2 separate regions of the Mus musculus genome follow, and region 2 is linked to region 1. A link is a contact called in public promoter capture Hi-C data. All regions are on one chromosome and are shown on one strand. The core of a region is the stretch at or near the end of the contact, and the rest is flanking DNA. Distances in the headings are between cores, read along the strand shown. Region 1 has its middle 4.0 kb from the start of Gm22082. Region 2 has its middle 17 kb from the start of Kif20b.

The links. Promoter capture Hi-C pulls out the DNA fragments that hold promoters and counts their contacts.
Region 2: a promoter capture Hi-C map of the HPC-7 cell line shows a contact between it and region 1, with 2.7 times the contacts expected there. A contact is called at or near these places in 4 of 39 promoter capture datasets (3T3-L1-derived adipocytes, the C10 cell line, the HPC-7 cell line and 1 more), 1 of 484 Hi-C or Micro-C datasets (nephron progenitors) and 1 of 130 datasets of targeted methods (embryonic stem cells).

The regions. Positions count from the first base shown.
Region 1 is chr19:34,798,467-34,801,874 of GRCm38.p6, forward strand. No RefSeq gene overlaps it. Among named protein-coding and RNA genes, the nearest start is that of Gm22082, 4.0 kb to the left of the region's middle.
Region 2 is chr19:34,903,918-34,907,325 of GRCm38.p6, forward strand. No RefSeq gene overlaps it. Among named protein-coding and RNA genes, the nearest start is that of Kif20b, 17 kb to the right of the region's middle.

The DNA of each region.
Region 1 (3,408 bases), core at 380-2,879:
AATTACAGAGACACAATTTGGAGCTGAGATGAAAGGATGGACCATCTAGAGACTGCAATATCTGGGAATCCATCCCATAATCAGCCTCCAAACGCTGACACCATTGCATACACTAGCAAGATTTTGCTGAAAGGACCCAGATAGAGCTGTCTCTTGTGAGACTATGCCGGGGCCTAGCAAACACAGAAGTGGATGCTCACAGTCAGCTATTGGATGGATCACAGGGTCACCAATGGAGGAGCTAGAGAAAGTAACCAAGGAGCTAAAGGGATCTGCAACTCTATAGGTGGAACAACAATATGAACTACCCCGTACCCCCCGGAGCTCGTGTCTCTAGCTGCATATGTATCAGAAGATGGCCTAGTTGGCCATCAGTGGAAAGAGAGGCCCATTGGTTGTGCAAACTTTATCTGCCTCACTACAGGGGAACGCCAGGGCCAAGAAGTGGGAGTGGGTGGGTGGGGGAGCGGGTAGGGAACTTTTGGGATAGCATTGGAAATGTAAATAAAATAAATACCTAATTAAAAAAACAAAAGAAAAAAAACTATATCATCGAGTTTGCATGGCAACATATTTAGGATTTCTGTGGCATTCCCAAACTATACAAAGTCTGGAACTTTTAACAAGACAGATATTGATTAAGGAGTTTGCTCAGTCCATAAAATGTTTGTCACATAAGCATGAAGACCTGAGTTCGAGTCCCCATCACACACATGAAAAGCTGGATGAGGCACTATGCCACTATAATCCCAGAGCTGGAGGGTGTGTGAGTGTGTGTCTGTGTATGTGTCTGTGTGTGTGTGTGTGTGTGTGTGTGTGTGTGTGTGTGTGTGTGTGTGCAGAAATAGGAAGATCCTTAAGACATTCTGGCTAGCCTTCCTAAACTAATTAGGCAAGTTCCAGCCCAAAAGGAGACCTGTCTCAAAAGGTATGGTAAAGAGCAATTGAGGAAGATGCCTGATGTCTGTCTCACTCCTTACTGACCACCCCGCTCCTGTGCATGCACATCTGTGTACACATGAGCACACATACAAATCTGGGGAGCTGGCTGTGTAACTCGATGGTACAGTTGCTCTTAATATACTCTGTGCCTCATCCAAGCCCTGGGAACATGCATCCCCCTCCCAGTTTCAAATCTTAATGCCATGTTCCCTTTTAAAAAGATTAATTTCAATGTTTATGTAAAGTCATATTATTATGATGTCTCTACTGATGATCACTAAATAACCACAGATAAAATTATCCTTAAAATCATCTGAGCTCAAGCTTGACGATGGATGTGGATCCTCACAGCTGGACTTGGCCAAGACAATCCTCATGTTTATTTCATGAGCACAAAGGACTGTTTGGAGCCAATGTAGTCAAATGTGAAGTTCAAAACACAGGCTAAAGTACACAAAGGACCGCACAATTACTTACACATTCTGGGCAGAGGAAACAGAACTTAGCTGTTGTAGACAACCATCTATTTGCTCTGCTGTTTTCAAAAACTCTCTCTCTCTCTCTCTCTCTCTCTCTCTCTCTCTCTCTCTCTGTGTGTGTGTGTGTGTGTGTGTGTGTGTGTGTGTGTGTGTGTGTGTGTGCAGGCGTGGGGGGCAGGGAGCTGTAGATAGATAATTGACTCACTTCCCCATTTCCTTCTGCCTGTCTAAACATTTCGAACTTAGCTGCTTGCTGTCAGAACTCAAGCAGACGTCAGGAGAATGACTGCTCATTTTAGAATTTAGAATCTAATATAAATAGTAATCGAACCCCAAAGGAGGATGTCTAAGAGTGCTGAACTTAAAATTCATGAGGGTGTTGACTTATCTAATTTCAGCCCATGAACTTACAGAATTTAATACAAAACCACTCCCATCTTATAGTCAAAATAATGTGCTGTTTAAGTAACTATTCAGCTATTACATTTGAAAACATGCCCTTCATCAGGTGTGGTGGTATACACCTTTAATGTCAGCCCAAGGGAGGCAGAGACAGGCACAACTCTAAACTCAAAGCCAGTGAAGAACCAGCCTGCCTCCAACTTAGGCTTAAAAGTCATCTTACAGTAAAGACAAGCTGGGTTTATTCCTATTTATGCATAAACTTATGGTTTTGAAGAATTGGGCTATGCCTGTAACCATAACTACAAATGATTCTGTACTTCACATTTCAGGAATGGCAAGCATGTCTTTGTTTCAAAAAGCTGTAATCATAGGTGGTCATACAACCTTTTAAACAAAAGTAGGGTTGCAAGATGGTTATAAACAACTTTTGAAACAAAGACATGATTGCCATTCCTAGAACAGGCAGTACAGAACCACCTATATAGATGTGTGTGTGTGTGTGTGTGTGTGTGTGTGTGTGTGTGTGTGTACATGCTTTGAGTAAACTAGTTCTAGTATAAATTATACATCTGACTCTTCTCCTGTTTGCTCTTTCTTGCCAGCACAGCTGGAGGAACCTACTTCTTCAGAATTACAGCTTATACGGATGAAATGCCTAGCCTCATGGGACTGAGCAACTACTAGATCCTTGGATTTCCCATTCACAGCTGCCTATTGTTGGGTTAGTTGGGCTGCAGACTCCTCCTTCTGGTCTGGGCCAGTGCCCTGAGCAGACCTAAGTTGTGAACTCCGTAGCAAGTCCCACAATACCCAGAGGAAGATCCACTCCCAGGTGGTCTAACACTCCCAGGATCATAGGATCAGAGATGAGAAGGACACAACACCTGCCCCAACACTGGAAGTAATTGGGACCAGCAGGACCCAGGCACCCAGGAATTCCACCCGACCAGTGGTACAGGTTCCTTCCGGTCTGAGCAGACCTTAGGTGTGAACTCTGCAGCCAGTCTCACAACTCCCAGGAAAAGCTCCACTCCCAGGCACTCTAACAAGCCCAGGATCCCAGGATCCCAGGAGCTTGGTCACACCAGGATCTCAGGGTCCAGGGGCAAACTGACTCCCAGGAGCTCTGACACACCCACGATCTCAGGATCCCAGAATCACAGGATCACAGAGACAGCTGAACTCTGAAGAGTTCTGACACAACCAGGATCACAGGAAGGACAGGCTCCAGTCAGATATACCAAGGGCAGGTAGCACTAGAGATAATCAGATGGCAGGAGGCAAGCATAAGAACATAAGCAACAGAAACCAAGGTTACTTGGCATCATCAGAACCCAATTCTCCTACCATAGCAAGTCCTGGATACACCATCACACCGGAATAGCAAGATTCAGGTCTAAAATCACTTCTCATGATGGTGATAAGAAGGACATAAATAACTCCCTTAAAGAAATACAGGAAAACACAGGTAAACAGCTAGAAGCCCTTAAAGAGGAAACACAAAAATCTCTTAAAGAATTACAGGAAAACACAATCAGTCAGGAGAAGGAAATGAACAAACCATCTAAGATCTAAAAATGGA
Region 2 (3,408 bases), core at 419-2,918, 110 kb after region 1:
TTCCACCTCTTTCCTCGCTCCTCTTTCAAAATATGTTTACTTTCTATAATTTTTGAGTGTGTGTATTTGTGCGTATTCCACATGTAAGAGAAAACACAGGATTCGGGGTCTGGCCTTTTTCATTTCATGTGATCTCCGGTTATTTCTACTTTCCTGCCCATGTCAATTTCATCTTCATGGGAATCCATTGCATTCTACATTAGCTGAGAAAATCCTTTCAGTCATCTGTGCTTGTGTTGGAAGGTGGTTTCGTGCACTGTGTATTCAGATGTTGATTACGGTGCCCAAGGTCTACTATTGTCAAGCATTTCCTATCTCAATGTTGTGTAAAACATTGTTTTCCATCACCTCTGATAGGTTAATATAGAGCTGATCAGCCAATAGCTGGGCAGGAGAGGATGAGGTGGGACTTCCGATCCCAGTGAGGCTGGTGTAAAGAGGAGAGACAGAGGAAGAAGGAGGTGCCAGAGTGAGCCCAGGATAATGCCACGTGGCTGGGATATAGGCCAGGGCATCTGGTTAGAATAGTGCAAAATTTGTCCAGCTTAGTGCCAGATGCTTGTTAATAAATATACTAGGTCCCCATGGAATTTATTAGGAGCAGGGGCAGGTGTAGAAACCCCATACTTTTACATGTCCATACTATAATCTCATTTTGTTCTGTGGTGCTTCCCTTTGTGGTGAGGCTTCAGAGGTTGGTGATTGGGAGTGTGCTTTCTCTGAAGTTATGTAGATTTTGGAGTCCGTTCCCTTCTTAGGGGGGCCTGAGAGCTGTTTTATTCCTCTACTAGTCTTTATCCCAGACTTTTGTTTTCTATGGGAACACAACTTCTTAAGAAATGTGAGTTTACATTTCATTCATAAACAGTTCCTCTTCCTCAATGCTTTCTTGATCTATTCTGGGTCTTTTTTTTTGACTTGTTTTGTTTTGATGTGCCCCCTCTTTGATAATGCAGCTTCCTGGCAGTTCCTGTGATGTTTCCAGCACCTATGGGAGGTCTACAATTCGAATGTGCTCTTTGCCCGTAAAGTTGTAAGTGAACAGGTGTTTGTTGCTATAGATTCTTTTCAGTACAATTTCCTACAATTTGAGATCTACAAGTAGTTTAAGATTCCCAACTAACATTTTCTGAATTTCCTCTTTGCAAGTTGCCAGTACTTGCTAGCCAACTGTAGTCAATATTCACAAACAGTTTGGCTCCCTGTCGTTGCTTCCCTTGGACTTGACAGATCAGTAAGCATATGGCATGCCTTCTAAGTTATTATTACAACGATTATTGCCAAGTGCTTTGCCACTGCAGATCACAGACCGCCAACTTTTCTGCCTCTCATGTCAGCTTTCTTTTTCCCCCCCATAACTGGTAGTCAGTGTCACCTTTGTTTGTTTTGTAAGGGTTTGAAAACCGCTGAAGGAAGACCCCAGACTCATAGTATGCAAAAACAAAGAGTGTTTATTCTGTAGAAATAGACAGCATGTAGGGGGTCAACCATTCTTTGAATTGCCGACCCCAGACAAAGGCACTCAGGCCTTCTTATAGGGAACAGGGGGAACTCTCCAGAAGGATTAGGTAATCTAAAAATTCATTGGTGGGTGTTAGGGAGTGACAGGTGATCAGTGGTCTACATTTCGATACCATGCGCAATCAACCATGTGACGAAATAGGGCTCGGGCGCAGATGGCCCATTTAGAGATAAGCTAGTTCCCCATTTCTGTGGTTATCCCCTGGCTGTTCTTTGGGAGGGGGTTGTATGATCTTGTTCTGTGTTTTATAGTCTGTTCCCAGAGCTGGTATCCTAAGACTTCGCTTTTGGGACTTCCGGTCTGTTCCTGAAGCTGGTGCCTCACAGGCTTTTCTGAAATCAGGCCCAGTCCTTAAATGGAGACAAATGGGGTCCTTAGATGGAAGCAAATAGAGTTTGTGTTGCCCTTTCAGTTTATTTTTAGCCTTTTCGAGACCAGGGTCTCTCTGTGTGTCCTTGGCTGACCTGGAATTCGCTAAGCCCTAGACCAGCTGTAGACCAGGCTGGCCCCGAACTCACAGCTATCTACCTGTCTCTGCCTCCTGAGTGCCGGGATCAAAGGCGAACGTCAACATCGCCCAGCCTATTTTACATTTTTGTTATAACAACATTCTACTTCAAGGTCTCATTCATGGTTTTATTCATGACATGAGTGCGGCCTGTATGAAAATGACTTTCGAATTTCAGTGGCTTGAGACAATGAAGAACCACACCAGCACTCAATCTGCAGTTCATCTGTAGCCTGGGCTGGCCTTCCAAACTCGGGGAAATCCTTCTGCCTCACCCTCCAGAGGACTGGGATTACAGGCTTTTGTTGCCATGGCTGCAGTTTACTTATTTTACATTACTAAAAACGAGACATATCACATAAATACTGCCTGGCTCTAAGACAGATAGATAGTAACAAAGAGGACATTTGGACATGCACTCTATGTATGTATGTATGTATGTATGTATAGGAATAAAAAAAAAAAAACCAAGCAGTTCAGATGTTAATGGTGAGGGTCTGGGAACCTATGGGTGATAGATCTTCAGGATAATCTTTCTTTATACTTCTAATTTTCATTCTTATGGGATATGTCTAAAGTGTTTACTATTGTGTACGAGTGTTTGAATGCATGTATGTCTGTATGTGCACCATGTGTACATGTATGCCCCATTCCTGCAAAGGTCAGAAGAAGGTGCCAGATAAGCCACCATGTGGATGCTGGGAACTGAACTAGGTCTTCTTCAATAGCAGCAAGTTCTCTTCACTGACAAGACATCTCTCCAACCCCAAATAAAAATTTAAAAGCCTTCTATGTGGAAATATGGAATTATTGTTTGAATGGATATAACTTAAAAATTCATAAAAAAATAAATCTACATGAAAGTCACTCCATCTTACTTTTTTTTTTAACACAATGTATTGATTTCAATTTGAGAACACATCCAGATTTGTTCCAGTTAAGTGTTCTGTAATAAAGTTGTCGGTCTATTTCTGGCAAGCACACCTTCCCACAAGCTTAAGTCATGTGGGCAATTCAAGATAAAAATAGTTCCGATTCTGTTATTGGGATGCATTGCATGTGCCTAGTGTAAAAGGATGTCTTGCTGGAGAGGGGGCTGGTCTGGATTTGGACGACAGACCCAGAGAAGTCCTTGGGTCTCACACACTTGTGCTCTCAGTCAGAACAGCCACAGGGCAGCTATAGGGCTTCGCAGCTGCTGCGCTTTCCAGTCTGTCCTGAAACAACTGAGGCTTGATCTTCACATGAGTTTCCATTTAGGTTTGAGTGGCCAGTGCTTTTATCTATATCTTGCCAGCCTCATTCTTTAAGTTGAAAAGATTCTTCTTTAATATAAAATTGCCCAAAATAGCAGAAGTTAGTCTTAGTAGGCAGGCAA